Regions from separate parts of the Gasterosteus aculeatus genome. Here region 1 is linked to region 2. A link is a contact called in public Hi-C data. All regions are on one chromosome and are shown on one strand. The core of a region is the stretch at or near the end of the contact, and the rest is flanking DNA. Distances in the headings are between cores, read along the strand shown. Region 1 holds the start of ogfod3 (2-oxoglutarate and iron dependent oxygenase domain containing 3). Region 2 overlaps cacna1g (calcium channel, voltage-dependent, T type, alpha 1G subunit).

Region 1 (5,678 bases), core at 1,040-3,539, 130 kb before region 2:
GTGTGCACACTGGTGGAGCCTTTGAAGGAGCTGGCCGCCCACAGGTCGGACATACCGGCACGGCAGTACTTCTCCAGCAGAGACACTGGGCAGCATGGAATAAACATCACTAGCAACACGTTTGTGTCAGCGTATTACAGTCCAATGTTTGAGTACTAATTTTCACAGCATACGGTTCCCTACCAGTTGTGTCCACATCAAGATTTGGGGTGTAGTCCCACAACATGGGCTGGACCAATACCACTAGGCCACTAGCTGTCACATGGATTAAAAAGAGCTCAGTGAAAACAGTCTAATTAAGACACGTTGGAGTGCAAGGATACTTAAACAAGGGGATGTTCTAAATATTGGACCTGAAGGCCACAAGTTGCAGCATAAGGAAAAGTCTCATTTTTCACTATTTCTGGATATTGGATTGTTGTCATTAGATTTGTAGCTGTTATTATCCACCCATATTGTATGTTTGTTACTGCAAGTAAATTAAGTAAGAAGGGATTAACTATTATATTACTGGATGGAGCATGTAAATGTAGCATTTACTATTATGCATTTAGACTGCAAAGGTGCCTCTGTGCTTTTAAAACCACACCAATGTTATTCAGATATCACTGCTCAAGAGGTTTATTGGGGGGAACCAGTACCTTTTAGTGTGTCCTGGCTCATGCCTCTCATCATATCATCCCACATTATGATGGTCATGTCTGGCCACGCCTCTTTGATGGCTTGAGCCACCTTGGTCACATGACTTAGGAAAAGCTGCTCCACAGTACGTCCGGGCGAAGCCAACCAGAGCTTGGACTCCTCCCCCTCGCCAAGCATGTACACCTTAAAGGATGATACAAAGAATAAGTGAAGAAATGGTGTCGCAGGCCGCCGTAACTGTCTGACAAGACACCAATCCGTACCTCATCTGCTCCGATATGCAATGCATTTAAGCCTGGATGTAGCTCCACCACTTGCCTCAGCATCTCCATCACCAGCCTCACCCCTTCTGTTCGGTGGGGATTCAGGGTGCTCACACACGGCGCCATCTCTCTCAGGCTCCACATGGGTCGATGCTTCAGCACGAACTGTAACAGAAGACGGACACTGAGCGGTGAACAGCAAACAGTGATGTTGAACACCGACAGAAAAGGTTGCACTAATGGCCAATAAAACCAGTTCCAAACCGGATGTCCGACTCACCTCCATGTGGCCAAAGGTCTGCACAAGTGGGATGACCTCCATGCCCTTAGATTTGGCAAATTCCTGCATCGACAGGACCTCCTCTCGGCTGAGAACAGTACAAGCGGTGCACAGACATTGAACTCCCTGAACCTAAACCTTCTTTTACAACAACCTGGACTTGCACATTACGTTTTATCTCATCATCCCAAACAACGATTATTATTGTATTGCATGATCTCACAGCATGACGATGAACGAGCACATACAAATACACCCAGCCACTAAATCTGGAATGAAACCGACAGCGTCCAGGCGTTCCCGTCCCAAACTACACCTGTAAGGTGGCTGGGCTGTTGCCTGCAGCAGCTTCAGGTCCCCATCATAAGGGAACATGTCCTCATACTCCACCAGCAGGCCGTCGACTCCCAGCTTGGAGAACAGCTCGATCAGCTAAAACACACAAAGTGGATTTCTTCATAAATAGTTACAGTGGTGCAGCAGATTACAGAGGGAGCGTCTGTGTCCTCACCTTGAGGAGGTATTCCAGCCTGGGGGGGGCACCTTTCAAATCCAGGTGGACCAGTTTCTTTCCCTTAGGCCACGGTGGACTCTTCATTCTGCCGATTACAGACTGCAAGCACGGATATAGCGTCATAGTAATGGTGAACGGAGGGGGGGTGTTAATGAACACTTGATCGATCTTTTGTTTGACTCACCGGGACCACGGACACCAAGCCAGGGCCAGAGAAGGGGTATCAGAGAGGACTGGTCCTCCTACGAGGATGTTATTGTTGTGAGGCAGATCAACCTTTGTTTCAGCACAAGAAACGTCCAGCGCTTCCAGTCGTTCCAACGTAAACACACGGTGTCGGTAATCGATTAGTTTGGTCTCCGAGGGCAAAGCAATGGATAGAAGCACGCACGCTATATGCTGTAAAATGTCTTCAAAACCTTCGTAAAACAGGCTGGAGAATACACAGAAATAGCGAACAGCCCAAATCATCTGTCTTTTGCTTCTACTACGCACCGAGAGTGGAACTCAGTTGGACCAGTGCGCGGACCAATGAGAGCATCGCTTTCTCTTCCGGGGAGCCAATGGGTTCGCGGGCACGCGTGTACGAGGAAGTGTGGAGGGATTCGGGCGCTGGGACGAGCTGTAAGCGGGTGACACGGTATGGTTAGTAGAGGCCAGAATAACCGTGTATGACGGCAAGTTAGTTAAGGCTCCGTAGCAAGTGTTTGGGGTCAAAATGGCGCTGGTGCGAATGAGGAACACACAAGGCGCGAATGCCACAGAGATAGAGAAGAAAATTAAAAGGTGAGTGAGCGGAACGACGCTACTGTGCTGCATGTGTGCAGGCTGGTGGGTGTGCCAGTGAAGTGACGTCACCGGGAACGACGGGGGGGTGACCCTTAACTAGGACCTGATAGACAAATTGAAACTATAGCTAATGTAAAATAAAGTCTTCAAAGAGAACGAATTGTATACGTGCTACTACGTAATGTGCCTTGTCCTCTATCATTACCTGAATATTTGACTTATTTGATTGTCTCTCTAGTTTTTTTGTTAATGAAATTTTTTAACCAATTTTATGATTTCTTAACCTTAGATCAATATTGTTAACAAATCACACAAAATTGACGTACGGGCTAAAGTAAATTGATAGTTGCATGAATACCAGGGAAATGCATATAGTTTATTAATGATGACACAAATAGATATATAAACCTCTTCTATTCCTCTACTATTTCTAATTTTACTCATTTCGTTGTTGTTGCTTTTCTACTTCTATTTAATTCTGTAAGTTAACTTTTCTCTACTGTTTCTCTCTATGTCTGTATGTTATACGTGACCTTTTAAATGGTAAAGTTTAAAAACACAATCATGAGGGGCCTAATGATTGTTGAACCTCTCTTTTCTGACTTACTCTCACAACAAAAGGATATTTTTAAGTTTTTCTTTCCTACAATCCGCTGATTTGTGTGGCTTTTGCTGTTATACTACTTTCACCTGGAGAAGCAGAAACTGGGCTTCTAACTATTAATGAACTTTAGCTCGCTATTTCAATATATTCTACTTTTGCTAGTGTAGCTTTCAAATTGTAACAACTGACTGAGGTTTGTTGGTGGTGTGTACTGAACAATTGGCTTATGAGAAACTGGTTTATTTAATTTTTTTCTGACAATCAATTTAGTAAGATTACATATTGAGTCCTTAAAAATGTCAAGATGTTCTTAGTGCAATCAAAATGTCCCATTGTGCTTGTGTATCGTGCAGAGGCAATGCGCTGCGGCAGGGGTCGGCGTGGAGGGGCTCCCGAGGGCTCGTGGCGTTGCTGTTGTTCGCCGTGTCCGTGTGCGGAGCGGCCGTGTGGCTGTACGTGACCTTTCTGGACAGCGACGTCACAGAAACGTTAGTCCGCCAGGGCGAGCTGGTCTCCCCCCGGCCCAGATTCTTCCCCGTTCAGTGCTCTGAGGACTACGACAACCACAAGCGCTACCCAGGTGAGGCTCCGCTGCACTTTATCAGGTGGTCAGCCGACACCTCCCTGCTGTGTAAATACGACCGGGCCGAGATAAAGCCACGTCCGCTTGATAAAAAAACAAATGGCTGCTGGATTCTCACTCAGCAGCACAAACACAGTACGGCTGGTAGAGTTTGTAGTCCATCATCCACAGTGGCAGTTAAACATTTATTGATGGTTTTGATAATACGGATGATACGGATACCTGACATAGCCTTTGATTTCTAATCAATCGCTGGTCACAAATTATAAGGTTTAAAAAAACAGTTCTCAAACATACTATCAGATGGAATTTCCTACGTTATATTGTCATTCAAAAATTATTAATACCAAAATTGGAACTTAAAGAGTTGAGAAAGTCTTTGAAGTTTCATTCAAACTATTTTCCTCCTCATTCCTGAAAGTGTGAAACCGCATAGTAACGATCCCCTAGATGGCGACGACGCACAAGACGAGCCCGATGTTTCTGTAACTGCTGCAGCAAACAAGCAAATTCTTACTGCTCATCTTCACACACACCGTTATCTGTTGAAGTGATACACGCTTCACTGTGTCACTTCAAGAAACAAGACTGTATATCCAGATAAACTATGAATGCAAAAAAGTGATCCAAATTTAAGACTAAGAATGACATAACATGGAGAAATAAAAAGATAAGCATCGTTTTTTCTCCCATTGCCGTGGAAATTTAAATTGACTGTTACAGTCTGGGAAATGGAATATATCAGTTTTCTTTCTTGGTTATTCTGTCATAGCAAGGTTTTTTTAATCATTCTTACACATCTTTTACATAGCGATCTCTCATCCGTTTCATTATTTATTGGGTTGAGAGTTTTGTGCTTCTCCAGATTAAAAAGAAGTTCCTTCTCCTTTCATGTCTTTTTGTTCACATGATATATCTAAAAGTTTTGCTGGATATTTATTTATTCATCCCCATTCTTGGCATGAATGTGATGTGTGATGAATATATTAACGTGAATTTGTACTTGCTCATTTCTGAGCAAGTACTAGGGGACATGTTTTTGTGAACAGACTTTCCGCCGTTAAAAGAATAACTCAAGAATTTGTCCTATTCAGCCGGGTTTGTTAAAGGCAAAAAAGAGACTGTACTATGGGAAATATATATGATTTTGTGTTTGATTTCTGTCCTTTTTATTTAACCTTGTGCTGCTCTAGTCTCACTGTAAAATCAACATTGAGACCACACATGTTCACACTATAATGTCCCCCACCTGTAATGTAAAAGGGCTCAGTTCACAGCACATTCACTTCTTCTGGTTGCAAGGTACATTTTGCAATATTTACGTTACAAACAATTTTAGCTCTGAGAGTAAAGGTGAGCACGAAAGTGGTAGAGAAAAAGGAAATATATTTGGCTCCGTTAGTGGAATTGTTGCTCTTGTGCTTCCCTCTAGCTCACTTTAATGTAGACCTCTCCTGATGGGCGGCATAAATATGTCCCTCTAATCTCCCGTGAAATGTGATACAGTCCTTGGTATAAAGAAGAAAACAAATTAGAAATTTGTCTTATGAACCACTGCTTGGAGTTCAAACGATACGACTCCAGTGTCAAAGAGAAACACAGCAGGGAGGTGGGCAGCACATTCTAATCATCACGCTTTTCTCTCCTCCTGTTACAAAGCCCAGAGCCTTCGATACACCGCCGGCTGCTCCCTCCCCTTTGTTTTTTGTTTTTCTGAATCCTGCCCTCACGTGTGTCTGTCTCCCAGGATGCACCCCTCAGAGGTGTGGGCGCGCCGTCACGGACAGCGTGGTGACGAGGGAGGAGGCTCAGGTCCTCAGGAGGTGAGCACCATTTGTCCTGCGATGTCTTTCCCCCTCTCTGCGGCTCAGCCCAATCACTCACGGCGCTTTTCTTTCCCCCGACTGGCAGGCTGGCCGAGAGGGGGCTGTCGCTCGCCGGGTCCGATGGAGGAGTGAGTATAACGCAGAGGAAAACCTTTTGTTTGTCGTGAATCGTGACCG
Region 2 (6,291 bases), core at 150-2,649:
TCTAATGCGTGTGCTTAAAAATCCAAACTCAGTTTAATGACTTTGTATATATATATATATATATATATATATATATACACACACACACACACACACACATTATATATATATATATATATATATATATATATATATATATATATATATATATATACATACATACATATACATATTTATATATTATTCCTACAAATACATAGTCTCAGCACAGAAAAACGTCCACTTTCCTTAGTAAACCAAGAAAGCTAGAAATATCCTACATTAAAAAAAAGGACAAAGACGAACCATTTTGACAAAAGAAAAATCACAGAAAATGCATGAATAAAACATTCAAATGAAAAAAAACAACAACATCCTGTACAAACACAATGGCCCAATAATTTAAGAAAATAGTGTCTCTAAAACGTTCATATTGCTTTGTACCTCCACTGACCGGGCAAAGCCGTTCCTGTTTAACACCGGGTAGATCGGAGGGCGCCAAATCACAGGGGCTGATGTCACTCCGGAGGTCATGGGGTCAAGCTGCAGCCAGTGGCATGCAGACGTAGCAGAAGAGAATCAGTCCTGTTTGTGTTTTTTTGTTTCCTGTGTTCTCTTCTTCTCTGATTATTTTGGCAGTAACAATACAAAGACAAGAAATGGTCACACTACTACAGTACTGCACTCCTTATGAAACCAAGGATGTTTTTACTGTTTGTTGTAGTTTTACCTTTATTACTCTCTACAGCATTATTACTAGAACTATCACCATCACAGATACACAGTGTGCATCGTGTGTTTGTGTGTGAGAATGGTTCGCCCAGCTGTGTGCGTGTTTGTGTGTCTCTGTGTATTGCCGTATCAGTGTTCAGTGCTCAGGGCTTGTCTTCTTTAGGAAGAGTCAGTAGCTTGGGGTTGGCGTTGGGGTTTGGCGAGCTTCCGTCTTGTCCCGAACCCTCACCAACTCCCATATCAAAGGAGTCCTTGGAGTCACTGGAAGGCGCTCTCCTCCTCAGGCAGGTGTCCCTGTTGGGCAGAGGAGGGGGCATTCCTAAACCTCCCATCCCCATGCCCGTGTAGAGGCCCTCCTGTCCGTCAGGGGGGTCCACAGAGATGCAGGGCGGACTCATCTTTTTCTTATGTCGGGGGGAGGGCAGCAAGGTCGGAGTGGGGTTCTGGCTGTGGATCTGCAGACTATTGGCACGCGACACGAAGCTAGCGGAGGTGGACTTGGTTGTGCGATGGGGGCTGGAGTCGGCCGAGGAGCCCGCCTCAACAGAGTTACATTGTAGGTCGTCCAACCAGGAGTAAGGGCGGGGGCGAGGCGGCGGGGCGCTTGGGCCGTGCTCCTCAGCGCTGTGGAACCTCTTCAGCGGCCTCAGGCTTGGACTCCGGCTCTCCTGGCAGCCCGCATAGCTGCTGTAGGCCTCAGTGACCCCGTCGCCTCTGGCCTCCGTTGTGAGGTCATCGCTGACGGCCAACGCTGTATTGGTAATGAGGGACACTTCCTGATCCACCGAGGCCTCCTCCTGTTGGCGTGGCCTGGCTGGTAAGAGCGGAGGAGGCGAGGGGAAGGTAGGGAGATGGGAGGCGAGGCAGTGCTGGTCATGAAGCTGGGTGTGCACGCTGCTGGGACGTGAGGGTTTGGGGAAGGCGCCGGGTTTGGCGGGAACCCGGCACAGAGCAGGCTGCTGATAATGATGGGAGCATGGGGAGGGAGAGGTGCAGGGGGATGGAGGGAGGCCCAGAGAGGCCACATTCACAAGTCCTTCATTGCTCTCCCTTCCGTCTGAGCACAGGGCCTCCTGAGAATCAGTAGACACTGCGACCTACAAAACGAGGCATGTGGAGGCAGAGAGAAGGGTGAGGAGTTGGAGGTAAATGTGCGGTGAAGAAATGAAGAAGGAGAAGGGGGAATTGCGAGGGTACAGGGATCATGGGAGGTGAGAGGGGTGAGAGGTGATGAGGAGGAGAAGCAGTAGTTTGGGTCAAAGGTTACTATGTACTTCTCAATGGCAACTTTGGCATTGTTTTATCAATTGGCCTTGAAATAATTCTGTTGCCAGTATATTGTTTTCTCAAATCTGCTTTAGTATCATTTTGAATGACTCCTCCATACGTTTCTCTGTGCTCACCTTAGGTGTCTGTTCGACATATAACATGTCCCGTCAGGGACTCATTTATTTTAAAAACGTTTAACAAAAGACAACCAAATCCTCCTGTTCATGTTCATGTCAGAAACAATAATTATTCCGAGGGGAGTAATATTTTTGATAACCTTTAATCAGGCTGGTGGTGCTCTTTGAAGGTTCACAATGACTTTAAAATGACAACTTTAACTTAAACCCCTCAGAACACTCTCAACGTCATGAATAATAATAATTTCTTCCCTCCATTTTTGGTGTGTAAAGGATTATGAATGGGATCAGAAATGAAATTGAACTAATTAATTACTAACTAAGTTTGGTTTAAATGTAGTATGTCACAGGGGGTCGGTAGTAGGTAACAACTGACTATTTCCATGTCAGAAGCTCCGTTTATTTTTATCATCAGTAAAGTTTTGACTCCCTTTTTAGTTGTTGCGGTTGACAAATCAGATTAAGTGGTGGCTAACACAGTGAACTCAGAACCAGACCACCTAACCCCTTAACTTTTGACCATTTGCTCAACACCCTGTAACTCGATGGCGGCACAGTTATCCAGTTAAATTTACAACCAAATTCTGATCAGTGTTTGCGCGCTGTCATCTCTGAACCAAACTGTCCACAGGGTGTGAGGCCGTTAGCCAGAGGGTAACCATAACATGCAACTACTGTAGAAGCTTTAGTAAGCACCATGGTCACTTAAACTGATAAAAAATGTTCCTTACAAACTAGAATATGTAAGAAGGACCAAGCGAGGCATGCATGAGGTTAAGGGGCACAGCACTTTGAGAAATGTTTGAACTCAATGGTGTCCCTGCCTCAGTCTGAGCGGTGGGGCCACAGAGACACCTTGTGGTCAAAGATATCACAGGCCAGAGCAATCAACAGCCACAGCGGTATAAAACACAGAGTAACAAATCACTGTGTCACACTTTTTTAAGCAATATCGGGTTAAGTCCATTAACTACTGTACTGGAGTCAACCATTATAGAAAGTCCACAAGTGCTTTATTACTCACAAAGGCATTTGGACAGCACTGGTTGTCTGTTCTGTGGCAATCCCCTGAGTTGTTTAGTTTGCAATGTAGCAAGTGCACTGCATTGTGGGTTATTGTCCAAGCCAAATGGCATCTTTGTCAGGCTTGAATGCATTCTATCAATTAGCTACCGGATCCACTGACGCAATGCTACACGTAGCTCCTGCTGCTCATATAAGAGTAGAGAAACATTCATAAATCCGAAGTCCCAGTAAGTTGTCGTACCGGCAGAGCAATCAGAGATTTAGATGCTTTGTGCCTGATGGTTAGCAGGAGACACAGAGCAAAAGAGTGACAGAGGGGAGAAAAGGGGAGGGAAGCCTGTAAGTTAAAAGGGTTAGAAGACAAACACAGAGTCCATTGTTTCTGAAAGGCCCAATGGTGGCTGAACTATGTGGTTTGTTGCTGTTTCAGAAGCAGGAGTATCTGTGATTGAGCAGCAGCTCAGGGTCTGGCAGCTTTTGGGCCCAACTGAGTTGAGATCAGAAAGTAGCAGATACCCTCAGGACAAGGAGGCGGCATATAATCAATAACATATAGAAGGAAGAAGGGCAGACAAAAGGGTGGGAAGTTACACTGTTGAACATGCAACAAGGAAAGAGATTTAGGAAGGCTCTGAACCAATTTATCTCTGCAACAGGGTGTCACTGCGGATCCCCAGAAAGGCGAGTGAGGAAAAATTAGTTCAATTTTTTAAGACTGATCTGATGTGTTTTGTCTCTTGTATTTAAAATGTAATAACACATGAAAAAAGGTTTTGCTAGAATAATCTTTTTTAGTTACGTATTTCATTTTCATCTGGGGTACGGGTTTTAAAAGAGGGTTTTTGCTTGTGTTAATCACCTGTCAGTGTTTATTTTTGTAACACTAATTCCGGCGACATGTGGATGAATCGCACAACCAATCCAACCTGCTTGTTTTGGTTCATTAATAATTATTAAAATGAATACCCTTTTAGATTAAACACATGTGAGTAATGTAAAATAGCTGGTTAACACACAATTTATGTATCTTATGCATCAAGTGCATGAGAAACTACAACTCATTCTTGAGTCCTATTTAGAACATGAAGCAGTGGTGCACTCCAGCCTCTTGTGGCCACATTGAGTATTACATTAACATCGATCCTCACAAAAAACAAATCAACTGCTAATTTCTTTTTTAACTATTTAGTTGAGATCTTTGTTTCTGACTCGCCTCTCCGGGCTACAGCAGCACCGCAATTGTTGGGAAAATCCAAGATTTAAATAGTTTTTGCCAGAAGTTTCATCCCATACAGTACAGACATAGACAGGTGAGAAGATCATAGAAAGGTATTTGGAAGAAAATTGAAAATATGACACAGTGTGATTTAGTCACCTGTCTGTGGAGCGTTCGGCTAAACGTGTGCGCCCGTCTGGGAGGGGGAAGTCGTGGTATGCTCTCCGAGTCGGAGTGGCCGATGGGGCTGATGGTCCTGAAGAGGTCTGCAGGGACGTTCAGCTGCTGGGAACGCTCCTCTGGCTGGGAACGCACTGAGCTGCTGGAACCTGCACAGAATATGAGATGACAACAGAGCAGCTAGAGCTGGTGTGTCGTGAAGAAACGGCTTCTTCTTTGGTTTATGTCGCCTTGCATCGAGGTAAAAATGCAAAATGTAAAAGTGTTACAAAGCCTCTCATGTCTGTGCTCATACTTATTCATTCCAAAAGAGAAAATAGGTGTTGTGTTCTGTCGCAGGTGTAAGTTTACATTTGTTGTGAGTTTCATTTGAAGTGAAAGAAATACCGTGTAAATGAGTACCTGATTGGCTCCTGTGGGTTCCTAGTATGCGCTGAGGCTCCTGTGTCTGTGCTGGAGTCGGGGCTGCGTTGCCAACTGGCTGCAGGGGAAGGAACATGTAGCTATCGTTGGGCAGGGAGTGTGTACGTCCCACCACAGGCTTCCTGACACTCAGCAGGTTTTCCTCCAGTGGCTCCACAGGATCGAGCTGCTCCGGCTGGGGAAAGAGACAAGGGAGTCAGGATCCCTCCGGAGCCGGATGAATCGGGCCTTCTCTCCAACTCAGAGGACTTTCACTTTCTGTTAAACACGTTCACGGGTGACACCATGTGAGCAAGGAGCAACAAACAGGATCTTTACGCGTTGCACCCGACCGGCCCACAGCGGCTACAGATCACACAAACGACACCGTAAACGACTCAAATAAATTTTTTCTTTGGATTTTTAGGCCCAAGACAGTGACTGTAACAGACCCCCCAGCCATGTCACGTGAAGTAAGCCCGCTCCGTGACAGTGTGTCAGCTGGAGCAGTCTGAGCCAAAACACCACCGGTTGACATTCATCAACAGAGCTGCTGGAGCTTTACACCCTAGTGGCACACAAGGCAGGAGTAGAAACTAGCACAAAGCCAAAGGACGGAAGAAGAGGGCAAACACAGAAGAAGACTGATAGGAGAAGACCATGAGACTCACATGTAAAGCAAATAGTGAGAGACGCCAGAAGGAAAATTAAGCGATAAGAGAGTCATAGGAGAGAAAACGGCAAACTTGCAGGTGAGCAGGCGAACTACTCTACTAGACTGGAGAGTAACACACATCGGGCTGGAAAGGTGGAACGACAAAAGGAAGAGAAAGTTGGAGGCCACATGGTTTTATGGACCAGGGTCTTTCAACGCCTCTTGCCACTTTACTTCTTTACTATCCTACTTATTTTTGGGTGGGGTTTTGCCAAGGTGACAATGGCCCTCTCTTATGAAGGCATGTGACTACATGGGAGTGATGCCGTCATTAATGTGCCACACTGGTTTTTGACACCCAGTTGACATTCAATTAATTTGCAATTTAGTGGGAAAGACATTACATCCATTTCCAGAACCCACTGGGGCAGGATATCATGGAGGAATTTATAGACTAATCACAGGAAGGATGATTTATAAGTCTGAATGCGTGACAAAGTGTCCTGGCAGGAGACAAATAATGAATTTAATGTTAACAAACAACTCTATGGAGTCAAAGAGCATATCTCGAAATGCGCTAACATAACCACCTAACACAGCTGACTCATTTATTTTCCCATGCTGCATAATAGCGTGAGCCCTTAAGAACCGAAAAGGATTTCAACTCACGTAAGCCAATAAGACACTAATTTAGG

The links. A called contact is a pair of places that touch in the nucleus more often than the background predicts.
Region 1: a Hi-C map of skeletal muscle shows a contact between it and region 2, with 2.3 times the contacts expected there. The contact joins the promoter of ogfod3 here to the enhancer-like site in region 2. A contact is called at or near these places in 2 of 6 Hi-C or Micro-C datasets (both in skeletal muscle).

Annotation. Positions count from the first base shown.
Region 1 is chr5:6,160,233-6,165,910 of fGasAcu3.hap1.1, reverse strand. ogfod3 (2-oxoglutarate and iron dependent oxygenase domain containing 3) reads left to right here and starts at 2,289. Exons shown (of 9, transcript XM_040176309.2): 1 at 2,289-2,485; 2 at 3,446-3,672; 3 at 5,423-5,498; 4 at 5,587-5,629. The coding sequence starts at 2,418. It overlaps hexd (hexosaminidase d), which reads right to left and starts at 2,025. Exons shown (of 11, transcript XM_078102774.1): 1 at 1,884-2,025; 2 at 1,697-1,798; 3 at 1,502-1,617; 4 at 961-1,273; 5 at 642-825; 6 at 184-255; 7 at 1-85. The coding sequence starts at 1,783.
Region 2 is chr5:6,032,084-6,038,374 of fGasAcu3.hap1.1, reverse strand. cacna1g (calcium channel, voltage-dependent, T type, alpha 1G subunit) reads right to left here. Exons shown (of 34, transcript XM_078102772.1): 32 at 4,942-5,137; 33 at 4,519-4,688; 34 at 1-1,808. The coding sequence ends at 855. Among protein-coding and RNA genes, the nearest start is that of uts2r, 20 kb to the left of the region's middle. Within about 2 kb of position 1,399, at least 1 of the 9 cell types and tissues checked has open chromatin away from gene starts, as enhancers often do.